Linked DNA regions of Mus musculus: region 1 is linked to region 2. The links are chromatin contacts, called in public Hi-C maps. All regions are on one chromosome and are shown on one strand. Each heading gives the region's core, a stretch centred on a gene start, on an enhancer-like site or on the middle of the called end of the contact. The rest is flanking DNA. Distances are from core to core; before and after follow the strand shown.

What was found. A called contact is a pair of places that touch in the nucleus more often than the background predicts.
Region 1: a contact with region 2 is called in a Hi-C map of muscle stem cells, with 4 times the contacts expected there. The contact joins two enhancer-like sites. A contact is called at or near these places in 3 of 484 Hi-C or Micro-C datasets (adipose-derived mesenchymal stem cells, muscle stem cells and uterus).

The regions. Positions count from the first base shown.
Region 1 is chr3:132,208,809-132,212,899 of GRCm38.p6, reverse strand. No RefSeq gene overlaps it. Among named protein-coding and RNA genes, the nearest start is that of Dkk2, 130 kb to the right of the region's middle. Within about 2 kb of position 1,424, at least 29 of the 459 cell types and tissues checked have an H3K27ac peak or open chromatin away from gene starts, as enhancers often do. A contact at or near this core is called in muscle stem cells, where this site is marked.
Region 2 is chr3:131,593,630-131,597,716 of GRCm38.p6, reverse strand. The region is part of intron 5 of Papss1 (3'-phosphoadenosine 5'-phosphosulfate synthase 1); the gene reads right to left. Among named protein-coding and RNA genes, the nearest start is that of Gm36917, 8.1 kb to the right of the region's middle. Within about 2 kb of position 2,031, at least 22 of the 459 cell types and tissues checked have an H3K27ac peak or open chromatin away from gene starts, as enhancers often do. A contact at or near this core is called in muscle stem cells, where this site is marked.

The DNA of each region.
Region 1 (4,091 bases), core at 175-2,674, 620 kb before region 2:
CACATATAATAAATAAATAAATAAATAAATAAATAAATAAATAAAAGAATTAAATCTTAAAAAAGAAAAAAAAGAAAAGAAAGGTGTGATAGGGATGTTCTCCACGATTGATGGCTTCTGGCAGGGTGTGGGGGTGGGGAATGACTCAGTTTTATGTAAGGGGCAGGCCACTGAGAGTCTAGTCATGCTCCAGTGAGTATATATGTTTGGAGCCATTTGCTGTTTCTCTAAAGCAGAGGGAAAAAAAGAGAAAAGTCTGCCTGCTAAAGGAGAGTCAAGGTGGGTCACGGTCTATTGGCAGATTTTCTGACCTACTGAGGCATGGAATGATAAGAGGGGGTATACTTGAGGCTCAAGGCAAGGAGATGAAGATTGTATTGACCTTAGTGGAAGGAATAGGGAAGCTTTTGTGTTGGACCAAATGTCTTATATGTATTCTTCAGCATCACTTCTGTTAGTTTAATGCTTTACTTCCCATTGTACTGTGTAATATAAAAAGGCTATAAAAAATATATCACTGCTGGTGTGGTATTGACCTACAGCCCTCCTACATCTGTCTCTTGCATCTTCTTTCTGTCTTTCCTATTGTTAATCCTCACTCTCCACTTCAGAAGAATGTTTGACTTCACACTGGTGGGGCTGGTACACATATAAATTAGACTTGTTTTTTTTTCTTTATTTTTGTGGGGGTCTCAAATTTTTCAGATTTATTTTTGCCAGTGAAGTATATTTGCTTGCAGACAACTCATATATAATTCAGATTATATATGCATATACTTGTATATGTGTATAAATGTATATTTGCATATATGTACATGTATATATATACAGATATACATGTACATATATACAGATATATATGTATAACATATATAATACTCATTATATGTAACATGTATATACGTATATGTGTGTATACATGTATATAATGTATGTGCATATATAGCACACACATACACACACACACACACACACACACACACACACACACACATATATATATATATAAAATAAGATCAACTAGTCTGTGTATTTGCATTGAAGACTTAAAACCAATTATATTCAGGGACTATTAAAAGTTATATGCTAATTCCTGTCATTTGCTGTCTTTGCAATGTCTGTTCCTTTTCTAGTCCCCATTTCCTTACTGACTTTATTTTCTTGTCACTGTGACAAAATATCTAACAAGAAGAACTTGACAGAGAAAGGGTTTATTCAGGCTCATGGCCTGAGGTTTACTGTGTGACTTTCACTGGGTTCATGTGAACAAACTTAGTCATCCCAGACTGTCATCCAAGGAGAGACTAAGTAAATAATTCAACCCAAGTCAAGCTTGTTGAAGCAGTGAGTTTATTCGTACTAGTTACAAAGTGCAGATAGGGAAGGGAGGGTCCCTTACGGGAGCATGTGTGACTCAAAGGCAGCTGCATCACTGACAAGCTTGTCCTAGTACGGGTGATGACTCATGTGATGGATAACCTTCGTTGTCAACTTGTCTACATCCTGCCTTAACTAAGATCCAAGCAGCTGGGCACAACTGTGACTGATTTTATTTTTCTCGATTGGACTATTTGAGACACCCTAAATCTGGATCATCTGAGGTCAGAAGTCCATCCTTGAATCTTGGCCACAGCTTCTGGAAGCAGTCCTCATAAAAGGACATGGAAGAAGGGACATTTTCATTTTTTGCCTGCTTGCCTTCATTCTCACTGGAAAGATCATCTATCCTGTTCCTGAGAAACCCCTTTGCTGATGTTCAAACTTACATTTTCAGGACTCCATACAGACCAAAAACTTGCAGCTCTCTAAGACTTCCCACCAAATTGGGAATACTGAGACATCCATGAGGACTGAACAACTATCAGATCCTCCTTGGCTTTCTATCAGGAGACAGCCAATGTTAAACTACTTGGACCACAGCATGAATGTGTGTGTGTGTATGTGTGTGTGTGTGTGTGTGTGTGTGTGTGTGTGTGTGTGTGTGTGTGTATGTGTATATAAGTATGTATGTGTATATATGTGTGTGTATGTATATATGTGTATGTATGCATGTATGTATGTATGTATATAAGTATGTATGTATGTATACATACTTAGTTTAGCTAATAAAACCTACATTTTTGGCAGTCACTAAACAATAGCAGACATTTCCTTACAAGAGCCTCTGATCTCACAAGTCACAGATCTTTTCCTGGCTTATCGTATTAGATATAATTCTTTCCGTGGAATGGGCCTTAAATTCAAGTGGAAAGTTGCACACATAACAATCATGGCATGTTACATCATTAGGCACAGCTTGCCTTGTCTTTTGGTAGTGTAGTACATGGTGTTCATAGCCAAGCAGGATTGCCAGTGAAAAATTATCTCCAGAAATCTGCACAGTGCCTACAGAATGAAACTAGGCCACAGAGAGGGCGCTGGTCAGCTCCATCCAGGGCTGATTTCCCTATGTCTTATAGAAAAAGCAAGGGGTGTTTTCTCAGTATGGATTTATCATCCAGATCTGGCATGCAATCAGTAATTAGTAGAGATTGCCTATATGGTTTTGGGAATTTCATGAAACTCTTTGGTCAATAACTCATAATGTAGTAGTGTGCTTTGTGTATCAAAAAGTTTATTTAACAACCTTGCAGTTTCTAAAACACCCCTTTTGAAAATGCATGACTGACGACTGGAGAGAGATGGCTCAGCAGTTAAGAGCACTGAGTGCTCTTCCAGAGGGCTTGAGTTCAATTCCCAGCAACCACATGGTGGCTCACAACCATCTGTAATGGGATCCGATGCCCTCTTCTGGTGTGTGTCTGAAGATAGCTACAGTGTACTCATATAAATAAAAATAAATAATATTTTTTAAAAAGAAAATGCATGACTGTTTGTTTTTAGGATGAGGACAGGGTCTCTCTATCTGCGAAAGGGACAGTCATTTTTGTATATTGGTGTGACTCTCAGTAGGCAGAACACACTCCAACCTAAACCCTTCACCCAAGAGTAATTGGGTAGCACACACTGAACTCAAGGGAAGAAACAAAGATAAAGATTGGAAGCTGACTGAGGAGAGATGTGAGGGTGTATCTGAGCAAGTCGGAAAGAGATGGATATAATCAAAAGGGCTTGTATGAAATTAATGAAGGAATAATAAAATATTACTAAAAATAACATACATACTTTTAATTTTTAATTAAAATATATCTTTCCTCCTTCCCCATTCTCCTTCTAGTCCCTCCCTTTCCCCATGATTCCCTGTCAAATTCATGGCCCCTTCTGCTTTGTTATTGTTGCATGTATATGTAAATGCCTAGATTTATAAACACTAGCTGCTGTGTCTGGTTAGTGTTGCTTGTGTGTATATGATTTCAAGGTTGACTTCTTCATACTGGATAAATGATTGGGGGCCTCATCCTTAGGAAGGAATGTTTCTCCAGGTTTCCTCATTCCTTAATTGCTTGTAGTTCTTTGTCTAGGGCTGGGGTTTCATGAGATCTCCCCCTTCCTCGTTAGCATGCCTGTTGATGTTGCACTTGCCCATGTCTTGTTTAGGCAGCCATGTCATGGAGTATCATGGATGAAGCTTCCTTGTCATTTCTAAGAGACACCATCTCACATAATTTTTTTTTCTGGCCCTCTGGTTCATATAGTCTTTTTGTACTCTTTTCTAGAATGTTCCCTGGACACTGAATAATCATTTGGTAAAGAAAATGTGGTTTATACACAGTAGAATGTTTTTTCCACCATAAGGAAAAAAAAAAAAAACCATGGCTTCTGCAGGAATGGAACTGGAAATTTGTATGTGAAATGAAGTGAGCCAGACTCAGAAAGGCAAACACCATGATTTCTTTCATATGCAGAATCTATATTTGAAGTGTGTATGTGTGCACTTGTGTGTGTGTTTGTGTTTGTGCTTATGTGTATGTGTGTGTGTGTGTGTGTGTGTGTGTGTGTGTGTGTGTGTGTGCTTGTATTATAAAAGCAGAAATGAGACCATGGAAGTAGAATAAGAAATCTTAAGGCAGTGGGGAGGAAGGGAAAAGAAAGCAATGTAATTCAGAAAGCAGAAAGGGGGGTTGTTGGCAGAGGAAAGGAGAACAGCTGGA
Region 2 (4,087 bases), core at 782-3,281:
GGGTGTGTGTCGGTGTGTGTGTTTGTCAGTGTCCAGGGGCGGGGGAGAAGCTTCAGGTCAGCGGTTTATACGGAATGCCTGACTTCGAGAATGTATCTCAGAAGGGAAATCACACACAGCAGGAAAAGTAGACGATCCTTCTTTAAAGGCAGATAGGCAGCGTAGGCTCTGCTCTCCACGTGGACTTTCAGTGAGAAAGGTGTGTTGGCAGGAGCTGGGAGTGGGCACAGTGAAACACCCTAAATCCTCCCATGTCACTTGCCTAGTACACTATTTAACTGCTCTCTGCCATGGGCGCATTACAGGGTGAATGGCCTGTTGTCAGTCTCTACCAAGCCTGTGAAAGTCCAGAAACCCCTGTCCCTGAGGGACAGCAGGATCCACCTCAACCAGCTGAACACACCCCACATGTTCAGCTGGATAGGCAAGGCCCCAAAGTCACATTAAGCCATACATGTAATTGGCAGCTGCAACATAAAAGAACCAAAATCCTCTCCACTGAGAAATGAACGCTGAAAGTATCAATTACATAAAAGGCCAGGTACTCATTAGGCTTCTGTAAAGACAATTACCGTCAAGTTCACAGAAAGGACACAGAAGTCAGAAAACTCGTCACGAAATATAAGGGACACATTTTCAAACCAAAAGGAGATGGAAGGTAGCAGGACACTATACGTCAGTTATTCCTATGTTCTTACTGCTACTGTAGTGACAGAAGAAAAGAAGATATGAACATTCTTTACCTAAGAATCTGCGATCTGTGCCCCAATTCTAAATCCACAGCCTGGAGCGGGCTTCCTCACCACACGGTGCCTCTATTCCCCAACCACTTAAAAAAGATCAGACACACGCTCTCTAGGGCTGTTGTGAGAACGAGGTGGCATGGTGTCTGAACTGAGACGCTAGCCTTTACAGGGATACATACTGCCCTAAAGGCTTCCCATAGACTTGTTCATTTGTCCTGAGACCTGCCTATCAAGGCGTGAGAAGCCATCACTGTCTGCCCCTCTACAAATGAGGGCTCTAAGGCTGGAGACATTAGCAAATGCACACTGTACGCCTTCCAGCGCACTTAGCACACCGGTAATAAATGAGATGGTGATGGCGATACTCCCTGTGTCTGTACATGCTAGGGTCTGGCTTTAGCTCCTCACGTCAGTCCATTCGCTCACAGAATTCACAGTAACCTCCAAAGCAGGTACTATTTCTAATGACTAATTTAAAAATGATGCCAGAAATAAAGTCATTTCTCCAAGGCCAAAAAAAAAAAAAAATCAATTGATAGGTGTTAGAGTTGGAACTCCAACTCCAAAATTATCCTTTAGATTTCCCCCATTAAAAACTAAGCTATGAAACTTTACCAAATGCCTTGTTATAATTTATTTTCAAAAATAAATTCTGTTAAGCATTAATAAGTCTAAGGGTTTCTAGTTTATGTAAAATCTTTCAGCGCACTGATAATGTTCTTCACAAAAAAGCTTGTCAGCACTTCCGTTTGGCCTGGAAAAGTTCTCTTGATGAGATATGAACAGCTGTAAACCTACTTCTTCAAGCCCTCTTACAGTGCGCGTACAGAGAGCCTCCCTCCTCTGCCATGGCCTTGGAGCTCTTGGCACTTGGAAGATCAGAGTATACGGTGTGGGAAGAAATGCCGTGGGGTGTCCACAAAGCCAGTCTCAGCCCCACCCTGGGAAGAGCCACTCTCCAGTTGCTTGTTTTGCCATTTCTTTGCTGTATTACACGGTGGAAGGGTTGGGGAGGGCACCTGGGGCGGGGGGTTACTGAAACTCTCCCTTCTCCCACATTTATTGGTGGATAGCTGTCAACAATCTAGAGAGGTCAGAAGAGAGGCACTTAGTAAGCGTCCTTCCAACTCCATCTGATACAATGCGTATCTAATAAGTATTCTAATTTCTAGCTGGTTTCCTCTGCCAAGATGCAGCTCCCAAAAACCAATGACTCACGGCAGTAGGGCCGGCCCACTGCGATGTTCCAAGCCCATGGCTGAAGCTGTTGGAGTAGTACTCTTTCCTCAAATAGGGGCAAGCCCTGTCTCTTCAGAAACACAACGGAGGGTCACCTGACTCTGCTTGCCTGAGCACAGCAAGATCTTGCAAAGGAGCCAGTGTTGCTACAACTAAAAGGCTCCTTCGACCAGACCACATCAGCCCACAGACACACAAATGATCTGTGGAGAAAGCTGCGTGTCTCCAAGGTGACTAGGGAGAGGCAGAGATAACACCAGTGACTCCAAACGATCTCAGAAAGGAATTCAGTCGCAAGCACTGTGCTTCATACATACATACGCGAGTTTAGTCATATGTGCCTTCAAATGTCAACATGGAGGCGATAGTTATGTTTTCAAAATCAAGCCGCCGGAAAATATTTTTATTTTTCGACCGAAGTAATTTTTCATCACATGCATTCAACAAAATTCTTCCCTTTGCAGGTTCATATCTAACGATATTTTAAATGGATTTTAGCCTTACAATGTGGTATATATACATTTCTTCTGGAGGAGAACCAATGCTAAATATAAGATCAAGAGTTTGCTTCTGCTGGAGAGATGGCTCGGTGGGTAAGAGCACTGACTACTCTTCTAAAGGTCCTGAGTTCAAATCCCAGCAACCACGTGGTGGCTCACAACCGTCTGTAATGAGATCTGACGCCCTCTGCTGGTGCGTATGAAGTCAGCGACAGTGTCCTTATGTATAATAATAAATAAATCTTTAAAAACAAAAAAGAGTTTGCTTCCGTTTTCTTCTGAAAAGATGAAGCAAATGCTTCTGGAATGAATACAAACACCATGAGCAAGGGGGAGCACTCCAGGGGAGCACCAAACACCTGCTCCTGAGCACTGGGGAGCACTCCAGGGGAGCACCAAGCACCTGCTCCTGAGCACTGGGGAGCACTCCAGGGGAGCACCAAGCACCTGCTCCTGAGCACTGGGGAGCACTCCAGGGGAGCACCAAGCACCTGCTCCGTGGAGGCGAGCCCTACAAAGTCTGTGTAGAGCCGAGGCAACTACTTAACAGAAGTACAAAGTGAACCTTAAAAGTGCAGACACAGGGCTGGAGAGCCGGCTCGGCGGCTCAGAGCCCTGGCTGCTCTTCCACAGGATCTGGATTCAATCCGCAGCATCCACATGGCGGGTCACAGCCATCTGTAGCTGCAGTTTCAGGGGATCCGATGCCGCCTTCTGGTCTCTGCAGGCACGAGGCACACACATGGTGCACAGACAGAGTTGCAGACAAAACACCCATACACATATTTTTTTTTTTTTATTTTAAATGCAGACACAGCCAGTTTCTACCACATTCTAATCCAAACCTCTGTCTCTAAAACCAGCACTAAACACCCAAAAGGACTGATACTCGCTCGAAGTGAGACTGGCTACCTAAGGGACAGAACGTGGAGTCCCTGCCACATGAATTGACTGTTTTATTTAGGATTCCTTAGGATTTCCACAGACTCACCTAGCTATCAGAAACACCATGTCTCTCTTATCGTTCACATAATCCATTGTATTTCAGCAAATTTCCTTTCAAACAAACAAACAAACAAACAGATGGCTAGCCAGAGAAAGTCTTCACCTAGACACCTCACCCATCTAAGAGGGCCCCATGTTCCAGTGTGAGAGAAATAGGGACTCAGGCTGCCCAAGTGTCCAAGCAGAGCTCAGTGAACAGTTCACACATTTGCCCATCATGATGGTTGCGTTTTATACCTTCAAGTACAGAAAATTACATGCTATGAATTGTAAATACTTATTCAATTTAAAAGATGGACACCCCATTTCTTTTTTAATTGACTAAACACGACCTCAGACTGACGGATGCTACACCCACATCCTTGTTCGGGCAACTGTTTTCTGCTTGGAAACTGGTGGGCACGGCGCTCAATCATCACCCAGAACTAGCGATTCTAGTCCTCTCATTTGACTCTCCCTGTAGAAGCCGGAGCATGTTAACAGACAGTGGTTCCACGCTTCAAGGCTTTTTCTCTATGTATCTGCTGCACTTTCGTCTGGAGCCAGATCTGCCCAGCAGATTGAATGCTGGGGCCCGTCCGTGCACATTTTCATGCA